Regions from separate parts of the Hordeum vulgare genome. Here region 1 is linked to region 2. The links are chromatin contacts, called in public Hi-C maps. All regions are on one chromosome and are shown on one strand. The core of a region is the stretch at or near the end of the contact, and the rest is flanking DNA. Distances in the headings are between cores, read along the strand shown. Region 1 has its middle 31 kb from the start of LOC123429950. Region 2 holds the start of LOC123425892 (DEAD-box ATP-dependent RNA helicase 32).

Region 1 (3,352 bases), core at 429-2,928, 710 kb before region 2:
TTTTAGAAAATGTTTCTTTTTTCATAAATTGGTCACAATTTTCAAAAAAAATCTAGTTTCCACATATTTATAAAAAATATTACTGTTATATGAAAAATGCCTCTTTTTAAAAATTTGTTCAAAAATTGAAAACTTGTTCCAATTGGTTCGCCGATTCTAAAAATGTTCGTGATTAGAAAATGTTTGGGAATTATTTTTGATCTTATTTTTCTAAAAAATGGTTGCCTTTTCAAAAAGTGTAAGTGAGTTCAAAAAATGTCCGTTTTTCAAAAAGTGTATATAAGATTAAAAAATGATCCCGCTTCAAATATTGTTTACAAATTTCAAAAAATGTTCTTTTTTCATAAATTGGTCGATATTTTAAGAAATGTTCTTGTTTTCACACTTTTATAAAAAAAGTTCCTGTTTAACATAAAATGTTTCTCTTTTTAGGATTTTGTTTAACAATTGAAAAGTTGTTCAAATTTGGTTCACCTATTATAAAAATGTTCAGTAATTTAAAAAACTGTTCTTTATATATTTAAATATATTTAGCTGTTCAAAAAATGTAAGTAAGTTGAAAAAATGTTCATGTTTCAAAAAGTGTACATAGGTTGAAAAAATGTTCCCGCTTCAAAAGTTGTATACAAAATTTATAAAATGTTTCTTTTTCAGAAATTTGTCACAATTTTCAAAAAATGCTCTTGTTTTCACATTTTTATAAAAAATGTTACTGTTATAAGAAAAATGTCTCTTTTCTAAAATTTGTTCACAAATTGAGAACTTGTTCCAATTTTTTTCACAAATTCTAAAAATGTTCAAGATTTTAAAATGTCTGAGAACTTTTAAAACTGTTCTACTTGTTCTAAATAATATTTTCCTTTTCAAAAAGTGTACGTCAGTTCAAAAAATGTCCGTGTTTCGAAAAGTGTACATAAGTTCAAAACAAACCCCCCTTCAAAACTTGTTTACATAATTCAAAAAAGTCTTTTTCATAAATTAGGCGAATTTTAAAAAAAAATGTTCTTTTTTTCACACTTTTATAAAAAATGTTCTTGTTTTACACAAAATGTTTCTCTTTTTCAAAATTTTGGTTATCAATTCTAAAAATTGAAAAGTTGTTCATGATTTAAAAAAGTTCAGGAATTTTATAAAATGTTCTCCATTTTCTAAAATATGTTTAACGTTTAAATCAAATGTACGTAAGTTCAAAAAAGTTCATGTTTCAAAAAGTATACATAAGTTTTATAAATGTTCCCGCTTCAAAAATTGTTTGTAAATATTTAAAAATGCATTTCTAAAAAAAGTCCTATGATTTAAGTTGCTCCTGTTTTCAAACTTGTTGTGTTTTAAGATTTTTGGAAATTCTTCAGAAATTCAAAAACAATTCCATTTATAATTTTTATGTGTAAATACAACAGATTTTTGGAATTTCTTCGAAAAGTTCATGTTTCAGAAAGTAAGAAAATTAAAACATAAAACCTTTTAGGAAAAAGAGGAACTGAAACACAAAAGAAAATAAAAAATAAGCCAAAAAAGATAAATGGAAAATAAATAAATAAAAAGCGGAGAAAAACGAGCTGGTTACCTGGGCCAGCCAGTCGCCTTGCTGGGGCCGGCGGCCCAGTTGCTTGCTTGTGCTAGGGAACCCTATTGGAAGCAGAATGCGTCCAATAGGAGGTCCCTCACGCGCATTCAGCGGCCTGAGGTGGCACGTAGTTGGGCCCAGCCTATGTGCTGGTCAGGGAACGGGCCATGGACATGAGGTTCCTAACATCCATGAACTGACTTGGCACTTGGCATCGGAAGCTCCTATACGGCGCTGCAGGCGCCGGTTCACGCTTCTGGCGCCTGCAGCGCCCCCGCTGGGCCGGCGCACGAAACATCTCTTGGCGCTCTGCTGTAGGTCCTTAAAAAATTTCATGATTTTTTAAAAACGTGAATTTTAAAACATACTCCCTCCGTTCCTAAATATAAGTCTTTCTAGAGATTTTATTAAAGAACTACATACGAATGTACGTAGACATACTTTAGAATATATATTCACTCATTTTGCTTTGCATGTAGTCACCTAGTGAAATCTCTTAAAAGACTTATATTTAGGAATGGAGGGAGTACATTAAAATTTCTTCGAATTAAAAATCATCTAATCTGATTTTCCAAAAGGATAATCATTATGCAAAAAATAAATGATTTTTACAATATGTTCATGAATTTTATAAAATTTTACATAATTAGATAAAAAATCATCGATTGTGAAAAGAAAAGTTCATCAACTTTTAAAAATAGTTTATTGATTTTTAAAAAAGTTCACAAATTTTAAAATATGTTCACCGATTTTCAAAAAAAGTTCACAGATTTCAAAAAAAGTTAATAAATTTCTAAAAATAGTTCATTGATTTTGAAATGTTCACGAATTTTAAAATATGTTCACTTATTTTGAAAAAAAGTTAATCAATTTCAAAAAAAGTTCATCGATTTTGGAAAAAGTTCACGAATTTTAAATTATGTCCATGATTTTTCAAAAATGTTCACCAAATTCGAAAAAGAGTTCATCAATTTGGAAACAAGTTCACAAATTAAAAAAGATTTCATCAAAGTTCCAAAATAATCAATTTAAAATAAAATACACATATTTCAAAAAGAAATCAACGAACCAGGATGAAAAGGAAAAGAGGAAAATGACTAAGAAAACATAAAATGGGAAAGTAGAGAATAAAGGAAATAAAAAGTTCACTTCTATCACATTGCTTTGGGGTGGCGGAGTGGTTACAACACTAAAATTTCTGTGAGAGGTCGCCGGTTCGAATCTCACCGTCGTTCAAATTTACAGGAAAAAACACTTAGATGGGCCGGCCCATCGCCGAAGCGCTGCACGCACCGGTTAGCACAAATTGCCTATAACCCATGCATGTGGTGCTAAATAGGATTTGCCCTTGGCATCGCTGGTTCAACTCATCTTTTCATTTTCGTAAAGATGTTATGTGATCAAACAATCAGGAAAGTTGACATGCTCATGCGCTAATGCATACACAATCGCTGACATAATTGCACGCGTATGATTATATTATTGATTTTTTTACGGGCAAACGTATGATTATCTTGTTGACGCGGCTTAGAGCATCATTAGTAGTGCCCTTAAATTCTTAAAACCTGAAACAAGTATAAGGGTTAAGAATTGGCATTTTTCGGCGCTTTTAAGGGTTGAAAAACAGGGACAAAGACTAGAACCCTCAAATTCAACCTTTATAACGGAATATTTTGTTATAAGGGTTGAATAGACTAGAACCCTCAAATTAAACCCTTATAACAGAATATTTCGTTATAAGGGTTGAATTTTAGGGTTCTAGTCTTTGCGGGAACCCCAACCCTT
Region 2 (3,046 bases), core at 475-2,974:
AAAACAGTAAGGTTTGTCTAACTTTAGGTATTTGAGAAATGATAATGTCAACTTGGGATTTGAAATTGTGATCAAGTATTTGATCCGCCTCATCAAGCACCAATATCTGTTTCCTACCAAAGAAGACATGATGTTAGATTATCTAAATCTCATCATTTGAAATTTGAAATAACCATAAATCAAGTTATGTCTGATAACCTGGAGATTTGAGCAATCAAAGTTCGGAGTCTCATCAAAGTGCTGGACTAACCGTCCAGGAGTGCACACTAAGATATTCAAACTGTTTATGCGTTCCTTTTCTTGCTCGATACCCGTGCGCTTAACGATAGCACCACCACTAAAGTTATGGTGCTTCCCGACCTTCCTGACCACTTCCCAAATTTGACCAGCTAAATCATTAGTGGGAGAGAGAATAATGCAACCCACACCATCTTCTTGACTCCATTTCTCCCGATACAGCTTCTCAATGACCTGCCAAAAAGGATTGTGATAAGATGAGCTACCCAGGGATTTCTTGGCAGCGGCACTTGACATGACCATATGATGAGCTGAACAGTCCAGATGTAAGAAACACCTGCTTCCAGAGCAGTGTTCAAGAAAGCATTTTTAAGCGACGCTTAGCGATGGCAAAGCGCTTCACTTTTGCCCTAAGCGGTAGATTAAGCGGGGTTTTTTTTTAAATTTGGCCAGAATTTGGCTGTTTTTGAACTACTTTTGCTTGTCTGCTTGCGCAATAATGGCAATATCCCATTTATCTTATTATTAGGCTCTGTTTGGGAAATATTTCCTTCATATGCTGGCAAAATTATGGCCACATGATCTCTATTAAGCTATGACGATTTGAACTGAACTGCATTTTACTTGTTATTTTGCTTGCCATGTGAACTTAATGTGTATTCGCTATGGTGTGAACTGTATTTTAGATGGCTATTCAATTACACATGTGCCATGTTTCCTATTTTCCTGTGTATATTATTCAAAATCTGTCAAGTTCTAGCCAATTTCAAAAAACGCTTAAGTGCGATTAAGCTGCGCCTAAGCGTCCATTGCTCTAAGCTGTGGCCTTCCGCTTCGCTTATGCTTTCCGCTTTTTTGAACATTGTCCAGAGCACAATTTGCAGAGCTAAAAGATAAAACTATGAAGATAATTCTCAGTGGTATACGACTATTCTTACTCTGCGTTTCCAACAAGTGGAATTTAGAGAGTAAATTAACAGCTTACTGGGATGACGAAGGCGAGGGTCTTGCCGGACCCGGTCTTGGCCGCGCCGAGGACATCGCGCCCGCATAACGCGTGGGGCAGGGCGGCCCGCTGGATCTCGCTCATCTCCTTGTACCCCTGCTGCCGCAGGGCGTCCTTGGTCTTCGTCGACAGCGGTAGCTCATCGAATCGCGTGGACGCGCCATAATCCGAGTACTCCCCGTCCGCCGCCTTAGCCACTACAACTCGTGCCCTTCCCCGTGCGTTGGCGGCGGAGGAGTCCTCAGAGGGGGGAGGCGGCTTGGTTCCCGGGAGGGGCTTGCCTGCGTCGATCCAGGTCTCAAGGAGGCGGATCTCGTCGCCGTCCTTGGCGCGGCTTTGCTTAGCCATAGCGCGGCGCTGCGGCCGGCGCATGGTTCCGGCTGGGTGGTGCTGGGTTTAGGGTTTTGCGGAAAGTGATGTGGAACGTTCTAGAAGGCTGGCGACTTTCGTCTTAGCCCGACTCCGACCGGTGTTCTTCTTGTAACCCCATAAATAGCTATTATCTCCCGAAGGGAATACGTAAATCAATCGGGAAGGCGTATTCCGTCGCGGGCCAGGCTGGGTGCGTCGTGTTCCTCGTCTTCGTGGCTCACAGAACAGGACACACGGGGATGTGGTTTTTACTTTGAAAAATATTAAAATCAACCACCTGATTACACGGCGGCTTAAGCCTCCTCCAGACGTCGACACGTGCCCCTTTCAGCCCGTCGCTTCTCCCCATCTTATCATTTTCCGATGCGTTCTCCTCCACTCGCCCCCTCTTCATCTTCTTCCTTCCTTTTCCTCTTCATATGATCTCTTCTCATCTGCCGCAAGGAAGAGGCGATGTCGGCCCACCACCGACATCGTGACCAGGGGATGCAATGGTGTTTACCGACGTTGCATACGATGAAGCACTTGCATCGTCGACGCGTGCTGCATCACAGCATTCGCCCGTCGTTGTTGTGTGCTTCGTCCAAACAACCCCGTCGACGTCGCGTTGCGATGGAGCACCGCCGCGCGTGGTGGCAGCGCTGCAGTGAAGCTTCGTTGGAGGCCATCCAGTGCTGCGATAGAGATTCGACCGGGGCTGATGACCCACAGGTGAAGGGGTCAATCGCAGTCGTTTTTAACCATAACATTAAACATAGGGATCCAAATCAGCCTCTTGCGAAGTAGTGCATAGATTGAGGTTTAAGTTTTTGTCACTCTCGGAACCCACCCTCTAATTACTATTCCACAATGCATTCCCTTATGCCCAAAATATGGTGAAATGCTATGTAGTCGACATTCATATGACATCATTAAGGGAATCACAACATTCATATCATCAAAATATCGAACGAATATCAACTTCACATGACTACTTGCAACATGATTTCTCCTGTGGCCTCAAGAACAAAAGTAACTACTCACAAGTGATAAACACGTTCATAATCAGAGAGGTATTGAGTAGCATAATCGATCTCAACGTATAATCTTCCACCAAATAAACCATAAAGCATCAACTGCAAGATATAATTAACACTACTAGACACACCCCATATACCAAACCAAGGTTCCGGTACAAGATTGATTACAAGAGATGAACTAGAGTTTTGATAGAAGATGGTGCTGGTGAAGATGTTGATGGAGATTGGCCTCCCCAAGATGAGAGGGTTGTTGGTAATGACGATGGCCTCGATTTCCCCCTCCGGAGGAGGGGGTTCCTCTGGTGGAATCGCTTCGCCGGAGGGCAAAAGGGCTCCTGCCCAGGTTTCGCCTCGAGACGACGACGCTTCGTCCCGAAAGTCCTATCCTTATTTGTTTTAGGTCGAAGGGGAA

The links. A called contact is a pair of places that touch in the nucleus more often than the background predicts.
Region 1: a contact with region 2 is called in a Hi-C map of leaf, with 5 times the contacts expected there. The contact joins the enhancer-like site here to the promoter of LOC123425892 in region 2. A contact is called at or near these places in 2 of 6 Hi-C or Micro-C datasets (both in leaf).

The regions. Positions count from the first base shown.
Region 1 is chr2H:213,990,762-213,994,113 of MorexV3_pseudomolecules_assembly, reverse strand. No RefSeq gene overlaps it. Among protein-coding and RNA genes, the nearest start is that of LOC123429950, 31 kb to the left of the region's middle. Within about 2 kb of position 1,678, at least 3 of the 3 cell types and tissues checked have open chromatin away from gene starts, as enhancers often do. A contact at or near this core is called in leaf, where this site is marked.
Region 2 is chr2H:213,280,952-213,283,997 of MorexV3_pseudomolecules_assembly, reverse strand. It overlaps LOC123425892 (DEAD-box ATP-dependent RNA helicase 32), which reads right to left and starts at 1,724. Exons shown (of 8, transcript XM_045109648.1): 1 at 1,223-1,724; 2 at 199-471; 3 at 1-106. The coding sequence starts at 1,615.